Regions from separate parts of the Zea mays genome. Here region 1 is linked to region 2. The links are chromatin contacts, called in public Hi-C maps. All regions are on one chromosome and are shown on one strand. The core of a region is the stretch at or near the end of the contact, and the rest is flanking DNA. Distances in the headings are between cores, read along the strand shown. Region 1 has its middle 11 kb from the start of LOC103631172. Region 2 holds the start of LOC100383412.

Region 1 (4,129 bases), core at 969-3,468, 180 kb after region 2:
TCAAGACCGTTGGAAAATGGGTAACACGACTTATGGGTAAAGATGTGCAACCTCTGAAGAGTGTAAAACTGGTATACCAGCTGTGCTCATGGTCAAGAGCGGATTGGACTCTCACATGAGTAATTTATGGAATTAAATTTAATATTTCATTTGCATTACATTGTGGGATTTATTATTAACTAGGATCAATTATTTAATTGGGTTGGTATTTACTTACACTTAGTAATTACTAATAAAATTTTGACCAACTTATTAAAAGCAATGTTCATCCTTAACTACCCTTGCTATAATCACATCAGGTCAAGAACAGGTACCGCAAAGATAAGAAGCATGAAGGATGCTACGATGAGTTCGAAGAGGTCTAGGTCGTCGTCTCCTAGTCGATTATAGTTGCGGAGAATCGTTGCCATCATATGATGTAATCTATTTAGTTATTTGTGTATTGTACCCCTATTATGTAATAAAGATGTGACATTGACTTCTATACCATGAGTCATCATATGTGTGAGACTTGATCTTAGCACACATTTGAGACGTATCTGGGTTTGCTCTTAAATCTGGGTGTGACACTAAACTTTATGGATTGCAATATCGCATTGTCTGTCGGTTTCTCAGTGCACACCTACTTGGTTACAGGAGGTAGTGCAGGCTATGTTGATAATCTAGTGGCTCAAGAGTTATTCGCCAAACTCGGTCTCAATTCAGGTCACTGGGGACACTATTCTTTGACTAGTAGTGTCATCCGTTACAAAGGGCGTATCTGGTTGGAAGGCAATACCTCTTTACAACACAAAGTTCTTCGGGCACTGCATGATTCAGCTCTCGAGGGGCATTCAGGGGTACCTGTGACGTATCGGCGTCTGAAGCAACGTTTTCATTGGCCTAGTATGAAAGCGGTGGTCCACTCATATGTTCAGTCATGCGCTATCTGTCAGCAGGCTAAGCCAGATCATGCTAAGTGTCATGGACTTATCCAACCACTTCATGTTCCACCTCAAGCATGGCATACAATCTCATTGGATTTCATCAAGGATTTGCCACGCTCTGGACAGGTAACTGCATCTTAGTGGTGGACGATAAGTTCTCTAAATATGGACATTTCCTACCTCTTTACACCCCTTCACATCAGCCAAGGTAGCAAAGGTGTTTTTGGACAATGTCTAGAAACTCCATGGCTTGCCTCACTTCATTGTGTCTAATCGTGATAGAATCTTCACCAGCAATTTTTGGAAGATACTCTTTCAGCTTACAGGCGCTCAACTAAATCTGTCCTCTGCCTACCAATGCTTAGAAACCTTTCTGAGATGCTTTGTGCACACATGTCCTACCAAGTAGTCGCAGTGGACTTTAGTAGCCGAGTACTGGTACAATACCAACTATCAATCAGCACTTGGCCACACTCCCTTTGAAGTACTCTATGGGTATGCACCTAGACACCTTGGTATTGCTATGGATGTTGATATCGTTGTCCCAGATTTGGTTTTGTGGTTACAAGAACGTGAAGTAATGACCAAGGTGATCAAACTCCACCTAAATCAGGCACAAGAGCGCATGAAACGGCAGGCAGACAAGCACTGATCTAACGTTCATTCTTAGTTGGCAATTCAGTCTATCTTAAACTGCAACCATACATCCAGTCAACGGTTGCTTCTCGTTCCAACTACAATCTCTCCTTCAAGTTTTTTGGTTCGTACAAAATTGCGGAGCGTGTGGGAGCATTGGCCTACCGCTTGCAATTACGTGCATCCAGCAATATCCATCCGGTGTTTCATGTGTCTCAGTTGAAACGTGTTGTGGGCCGCGATCAGGTACTGGTACCTCACCTACCACTGGCTAATCATGCTTTACAGGTTTCGCTCAAAATTCTCGAGCGCCAGATGATCACACGTGGAGGCGAACTCATATCTCAAGTGAAGATTCAATGGTCCAATATGGAAGCATTACTCTAGAAGCATCCGCACGACGCTATTCTACCATTACTCTAGAAGCATCCGCACGACGCTAACACTGTGGAAGCGCGCGGCAGCGTCGGGGGAGGAGGTCGGGGACTCGAAGGCGGTGGCCATGCCTAGGGTGGAGGATCTGGGATAGGAGGTGGATGGCAGTTGAGCCGCGCTAGCTTGATTTGAGGTGGCCCGAAGCAAATGGAAGGCAAGCGAGAGGAGAATAGTCTCTCGAAGCGCAGGCGGTGACGGTGACACGACACCATGTGAATATGAATGTATTGTACTACCTTTCCGCCTCCCGCTTTCACGAGGGGCTTTTAGCCCTTGTCACATTGGAAGCTTATATGTGCCTCTTTGGTCGGGTTGTGGCCGTAAAAAAGTTGCTATGATCTATGAGCTGTGAAAAAAAAATGGTTGCGACCTGTGAGCTATTAAAAAACTAAAAATCGTTCGGTGCAAACCACTAAAAGCCGCTAAAAGTTTTTTCATATATATTTTTACAGTTCCATCAGAAAACTATTAAAAGCAGGTACAGAGATGCTTTCAGTTTTACACTGTGAGAAAGTCGACTTTTTAGAGAAAAAAATTTGCTTTCTCGATCAAGCCCTTTGGTTGTCTTTTGGCTTTTAGGGGACAAAAAACAAAGTCAAAGGCCAAACCAAACACACCCATAATCTGCTTTCATGGGGGGCTTTTAGTCCTTATCACATTAAATGCTTATAATCTACTAGCAAAGTGTATTTACATTATTATGATTTCCATTTATGTTTAAGTATAGAATATATACAACACAAAGACAAGTGTGTTCTGTTGGGTAGGTGGGTGTGAATATAAGTTTAGAGATAACAATCATGGTTCAATTCGGTGTTTATACATAATTTTAGCTTTTACTATTTAAATATGGGGAGCACAATAAAGGTGTTTATACATAATTTTTAGCTTTTACTATTTAAATAATGGTTCAATTCAAGGAAAATGGTGTTTTAATATAGTGAAGAATTACAAAAACATTTATATAAATTAAAGACTAAAAATTACATCATCAACAACATCAACGTAGCCTTTTAGTCCCAAGCAAGTTGGGTAGGCTAGATTTGAAACCCAACAAGATGTCACCAAAAGAAGACAGAGAGGGAAAAGGGAAGGAAAAAGTTTTTGACAGCACTAAAAGGAAAAAAGGTCTAATCACGGTTCAGGCACGTGGATAGCTTCTTTCTAAGCACTTCTATCCAAACACAACTTCATTGGGATATTTCATTCCTTCAAGTCCTTTTTTATTGCCTCCTCCCATGTCAAGTTTGATCGACCTCTACCTCTCTTCACATTATTGTCCCATCTTATGATGCCTCTATGAACCGGTGCCTCTGGGTCTCCGGTGGACATGCCCAAACCATCTCAACCGGTGTTGAATAAGTTTTTCTTCAATTGGCGCTACTCCTAGCCGATCGCGTATGTCATCGTTTCTCACTCGGTCTAATCTTGTGTGCACACATATCCAACGCAGCATACGCATCTCTGCGACACTTAGTTGTTGGATATGTCGCGTCTTAGTAGGCCAACACTCAGCCCCATATAACATAGCAGGCCTAATCTCTGTCCTGTAGAACTTGCCTTTCAACATCTATGGCACTCTCTTGTCGCATAGGACTCCCAATCTTGACGCCATTTCATCTACCCCGCTTTGATTCTATAGCTAACATCTTCATCAATATCACCATATCTCTGTAGCATCGATCCCAAATATGGAAGTTGTCCTTCTTTGGTACTACCTGGCCTCCCAAACTTACATCTCCATCCTCACTAATTGTAGTCCAAAGTCACATCTCATATACTCGGTTTTGGTCCTGCTAATTCTAAATCCTTTTGACTCTAGGGTCTGACGCCATAACTCTAGCTTTCTATTTACTCCTTCCCGGCTTTCATTTACTAGAACTACATCGTCAGCAAAACACATACACCAAGGGATATCTCCTTGCATATCCCTCGTAACATCATCTATCACTAAGGCAAATAAATAAGGTCTCAAAGCTGAACCTTGATGTAGTCCTATTTTAATCGAAAAAACATTTGTATCACAACCTTATCATACATATCCTTGGTGAGCATAACATAATTTGTTAGAACTTTATGCTTATCGAATACCCACCACATGAGATTCCAAAAGACTAAAAGTTACAAAGTCT
Region 2 (4,414 bases), core at 1,196-3,695:
TCTGTCAAAACAGTTGGATAAAAAACTAACTGTAATTTATAGAACAAGGATGCAAAAAAGGGCCTGTTCACCACTGATGTGATGGCTGAACAACACCAATAACGGAAACATGGCACCCGTGAATTACCTGAAGGAAGCGCTCCAAGCGGGCACTAGAATGCTCAGGACCTTGGCCATCATAACCATGAGGCAACAGAACAACAAGGCCGGTTTGCCGCAACCATTTTGCCTCGCCGCTGCTCAAAAATTGGTCGAACATCACTTGTGCACCATTGGCAAAATCGCCAAATTGTGCTTCCCAAAGTACCAATGAATTAGGGTTCTCCATGGAGTAACCCAATTCAAACCCAAGAACAGCAAACTCTGAAAGTGAACTGCGAAAGGAGTAATACATAACATAAGCCCCCCCCCAAAAAAACGTCTCAATGTGAAATGACAGAGAAGGGATTTGGTAGATCCATAAGCAAACTTACCTGTTGCTAACAGTAAATAGCTCCTCATTTTGATCCATTGCAACATGGTCAAGTGGACAGTACTTTGCTCCAGTTTCCTGATCATGCAGAACTGCATGCCGATGGCTGAAAGTTCCTCTTTCCACATCCTGTCCACTTAGCCTAACATGATTGCCTTCCACTATAAGTGTTGCAAAGGCCAGGGCTTCAGCAACAGCCCAATCAATTCCTTGACCACTCTCTATCATAGCTGCACGCAGCTCAAAAATCTTCTTCACTGCTCTGTGTGGTTTGAAGTTTTCAGGCAGTGTAGTAATTGCCTGACCTACACGTTTCAGTATTTCAGGCTTCACCCTGCATAAATGGCATTTCAACATCCAATAGTTGATTAGGAGACGCTAAAGTGAAATCAACAAAGACAGTGTTCTTACCCAGTGTTGCGAACACGTGATATTTGCTCTGGTGACTTAAAGCCAGTCCAGTAAGCTGAGAGCCAATCCCTCTTGTTGGGAACGTAGTCTTTGCTCTTAGCAAACTCTTCGTTCAAGATTCGGTTCACCTTGTCATGGATCCTCTGGACATCTTCTTTCATGACTTCACCCGTTCCTAGCAGTTTCTGCTCATAAAGCTTCAATGAGCTGGGATGGTTCTTAATGACCTGTCACAGATAATGCTCATCGGTCATCAGGGTTCAGCAACGCGCTAAACACATTGAGAATGGAGGGGGGAGATAGAGAGAACAAAATATGTTTTTATTTCTTTTGTTAGTTCTAAAACAACCAACTTAATTAGCTTTCCTCCAAGAAACAACAAAACAGAACAGCATAAGAAATTGGACAATGAGTTAGCAGAAATATATGCACAAGCGCAGCCAGCTTATAAAAAACAAGAATGAATTAAGAGCTGCAAATGTGTCAAGTACCAACTTATGAGAAAATGTAAAAATAACATACAAAAACAATATGAACCAGTAGTGATAGGGTTACCTGATACATTTTTGGCTGTGTGAAGGAAGGTTCATCAATTTCGTTATGCCCGAAACGGCGGTAGCAAATCAGATCAACCACCACATCGGAGTGGAAAGTCTGGCGCCACTCCGCTGCAAGCTCACAAACACAAACAACAGCCTCTAAATCGTCGCCATTTACATGGAATATAGGAGCATTCAGGGCTTTGGCAACATCTGTGCAGTACTGGGAGGACCTGCCAGCTCTTGGATCAGTCGTAAAGGCAACTTGGTTATTGACAACAATATGAATGGTTCCACCAGTAGTGTAGTTTGGGAGGGCACTTAGATGGAGTGTCTCATAGACCACACCCTGGCCAGCAAAGCTGCCATCTCCGTGGATCAGAATACCCATGTTCTTTGTCCTGTCAGCATCATTGGAGTAGAACTGCTTAGCACGCGTCTTGCCAATGACAACAGGATCAACGGCTTCCAGATGGCTGGGATTGGCAACCAAGGACAAATGGATCCTGTTGCCGCCTCGAGTTGGGCGATCATAGGAGGTACCCAGGTGGTACTTGACATCACCAGTTCCGGTGTAGAGACCATCTTCGCCTTCAACAGGCCTTGTGCCGCCAGTGAACTCGCTGAATATCTGAGACAGTGGCTTGCGAACGACATTACCAAGGACATTGAGCCTTCCCCTATGCGGCATACCGATGACAATGTTCTCAACACCGAGGTCAGCAGCCCTATCGAACATCTCCTTCATGCCAGGGATGAGCGTCTCACCACCCTCAAGGCCAAACCTCTTGGCGGTGGCCCACTTGGTGGCTAGGAAATTCTCAAACTGGGTGCTCCAGATAAGCCTGTCAAGCATGACAAGGCGGCGGTCCTTGTTATATTCCTTGGGCTTGGCAGTCTCGATCTTTTCCCTGAGCCAGTTGCACTTGTCTCTATCAGGGATGTGCATGTACTCGTAGCCGATGGGTCCACAGTATGCCTGCTGGAGCTTGTTGAGGATCTCACGGAGTGTGAGCACGGGGCGGTTCTCGGAGAGAAAACCGGACATCCTCCAGACGCCGAGGAAGAACTCCCTATCGAGGTCGGCCTCTGTGAAGCCGTAGAGGCCGAGGCGGAGATCTTCGGGGACGGCTCTGTCGTCGAGGCCCAGGGGGTCGAGCTTGGCCATCATGTGGCCGTTGACTTGGTAGGCCCTGACGAGGAGGAGGAGCTGCATGCTCTCCTGGATGGTCTGGCCGGAGACGCCGGCGGAAGGAGAGGCCTGGGCGACGAAGTTGCGGAAGAAGTTGTCCCATGACTCGTCGACGGAGGAAGGGTCAGCCTCCCAGGTCCGCTGGAGCTCCTCGAGGTAGACGCTGCTGGTACCGTCGAGGAAGCTGTCAGAGAGGCGCGAGAGCGGGACGGCCCGGGGCACGGGGGCGGCGGAGCGGGGACGCATAGCGGTGGAGTGGAAGCAGCGGCCGCATCGGGTGGCGGCGGCTGGCGGCGTGCGGGTGGCGAGGCTGCGGCGGAGGGCGAGGCGGGCGGCACCCGATGCGGCGCGGAACCACGTCATCCCTCTCCTTCTTTCCTTTCCTTGAGGGGACTAACGGCGAAAGTCGAGGACGACACCGGGTAGATCCGGCGTGGGACCGGTCGGAGCTCGAACTGCAGCGGCGGGGATGGCGACTTATGTTAGTGGAGGAGGGACCGGATCCGCGGCAAACCCTAGTTAGTAGACAAAAACTGAATGGAATACGACTTTTCATTCCATCGGTTTTTGGTTTGGTTTTGTTTGGTGAGAAAGAAGGAAAGAAAAAGTAAGATGGGAATGCAATGGACGGTCGGTCGCCTTCTCTTTCCATTTGGGTTTATTTATTTTTATGGAAAAACTACTCTTTGTTCTGACTTTTTATCCACATTTGATAGGGATGGGCCACATTAAAATAATTATCGTTGACGGAGCAGAATACATGGCTTCGATGTGACTTTAATCCAACTATGGCTACAGCTTGGATAGTATTTTATCTCTATAGATTCAACTATTTTGGCGAGTCGAACGCACTTCTAGCTTTCACATACCATTATGTTACAAGGCTCAAAAGATGGTAATACCACATCTTAGTGATGGCAATGGGTACCCGCGACCCGATACCCGATGGATATTTACTCTATTAGGTATATATATGGGCTAAATATTCTACTCGTGGGTCTGTTATTGGACAAAATCTTCACCCAATGGGTAAACGGGTATTAAAATGTTCCACCTTCACCCATACTCGTTAACCCGATGGGTATTTACTCTATTAGGGTATGTATGTGGGCTAAATATTCTACATGTGGGTCTGTTATTGGGCAAAAATCTTCACCCAATGGGTAAACGAGTATTAAAATGTTCCACCTTCACACGTACCCGTTAACCTGTGGATATAAAATACCCAATATAAACTTAGCCCAAGCATGAACTTGGACTTTAGTCATCTATCTTTTTTACTATTTAACAACATTTTAGGTCATAATGTCATAAAAGACTCAACGACAATTTAATGACCATGTAATGGAAAATATAGTGTGCTATGTAGTACTGTCCTAATGTTACTACTTTATCCAATTATCTTTGGTGTGTTGAATGGACAGTTAAATAATGCTAGAAATTTTGTAATGGTATTTAGATGGATATACTTGACATTTGTATAATATAATATTTTGATAGATGTTTAATTTTTGTGGTTACCGGTGACCATATGGGTGACCCCTACCCACATGGGTATGAGTATGGGGGTAAATACATACCCACCAGTGTATATGGGTGACCCGATAAGGTTATTTTTTGTCGTGGGTATGGGTATGGGATAGTAATACCCGGTGGGTATTTACCCATTGCCATCTCTACCACATCTTGATAGATTTTGAACACCAACTTATTTCGACGATCATCATTGGTTGTGAAACTCCGCTTTCATGATCTTAACCTTGTATATGTATTAGTCAGATAACCGTGCATTGTTATAGT

Evidence for each region. Hi-C and Micro-C count contacts between places; a contact is called where the count stands out from the background.
Region 1: a contact with region 2 is called in a Hi-C map of bundle sheath, with 5 times the contacts expected there. The contact joins the enhancer-like site here to the promoter of LOC100383412 in region 2. A contact is called at or near these places in 7 of 25 Hi-C or Micro-C datasets (bundle sheath, ear, endosperm and 2 more).

The regions. Positions count from the first base shown.
Region 1 is chr6:91,233,918-91,238,046 of Zm-B73-REFERENCE-NAM-5.0, forward strand. No RefSeq gene overlaps it. Among protein-coding and RNA genes, the nearest start is that of LOC103631172, 11 kb to the right of the region's middle. Within about 2 kb of position 2,219, at least 5 of the 20 cell types and tissues checked have an H3K27ac peak or open chromatin away from gene starts, as enhancers often do. A contact at or near this core is called in bundle sheath, where this site is marked.
Region 2 is chr6:91,057,670-91,062,083 of Zm-B73-REFERENCE-NAM-5.0, forward strand. It overlaps LOC100383412, which reads right to left and starts at 2,446. Exons shown (of 8, transcript NM_001176065.1): 1 at 1,439-2,446; 2 at 884-1,110; 3 at 474-806; 4 at 128-374. The coding sequence starts at 2,371.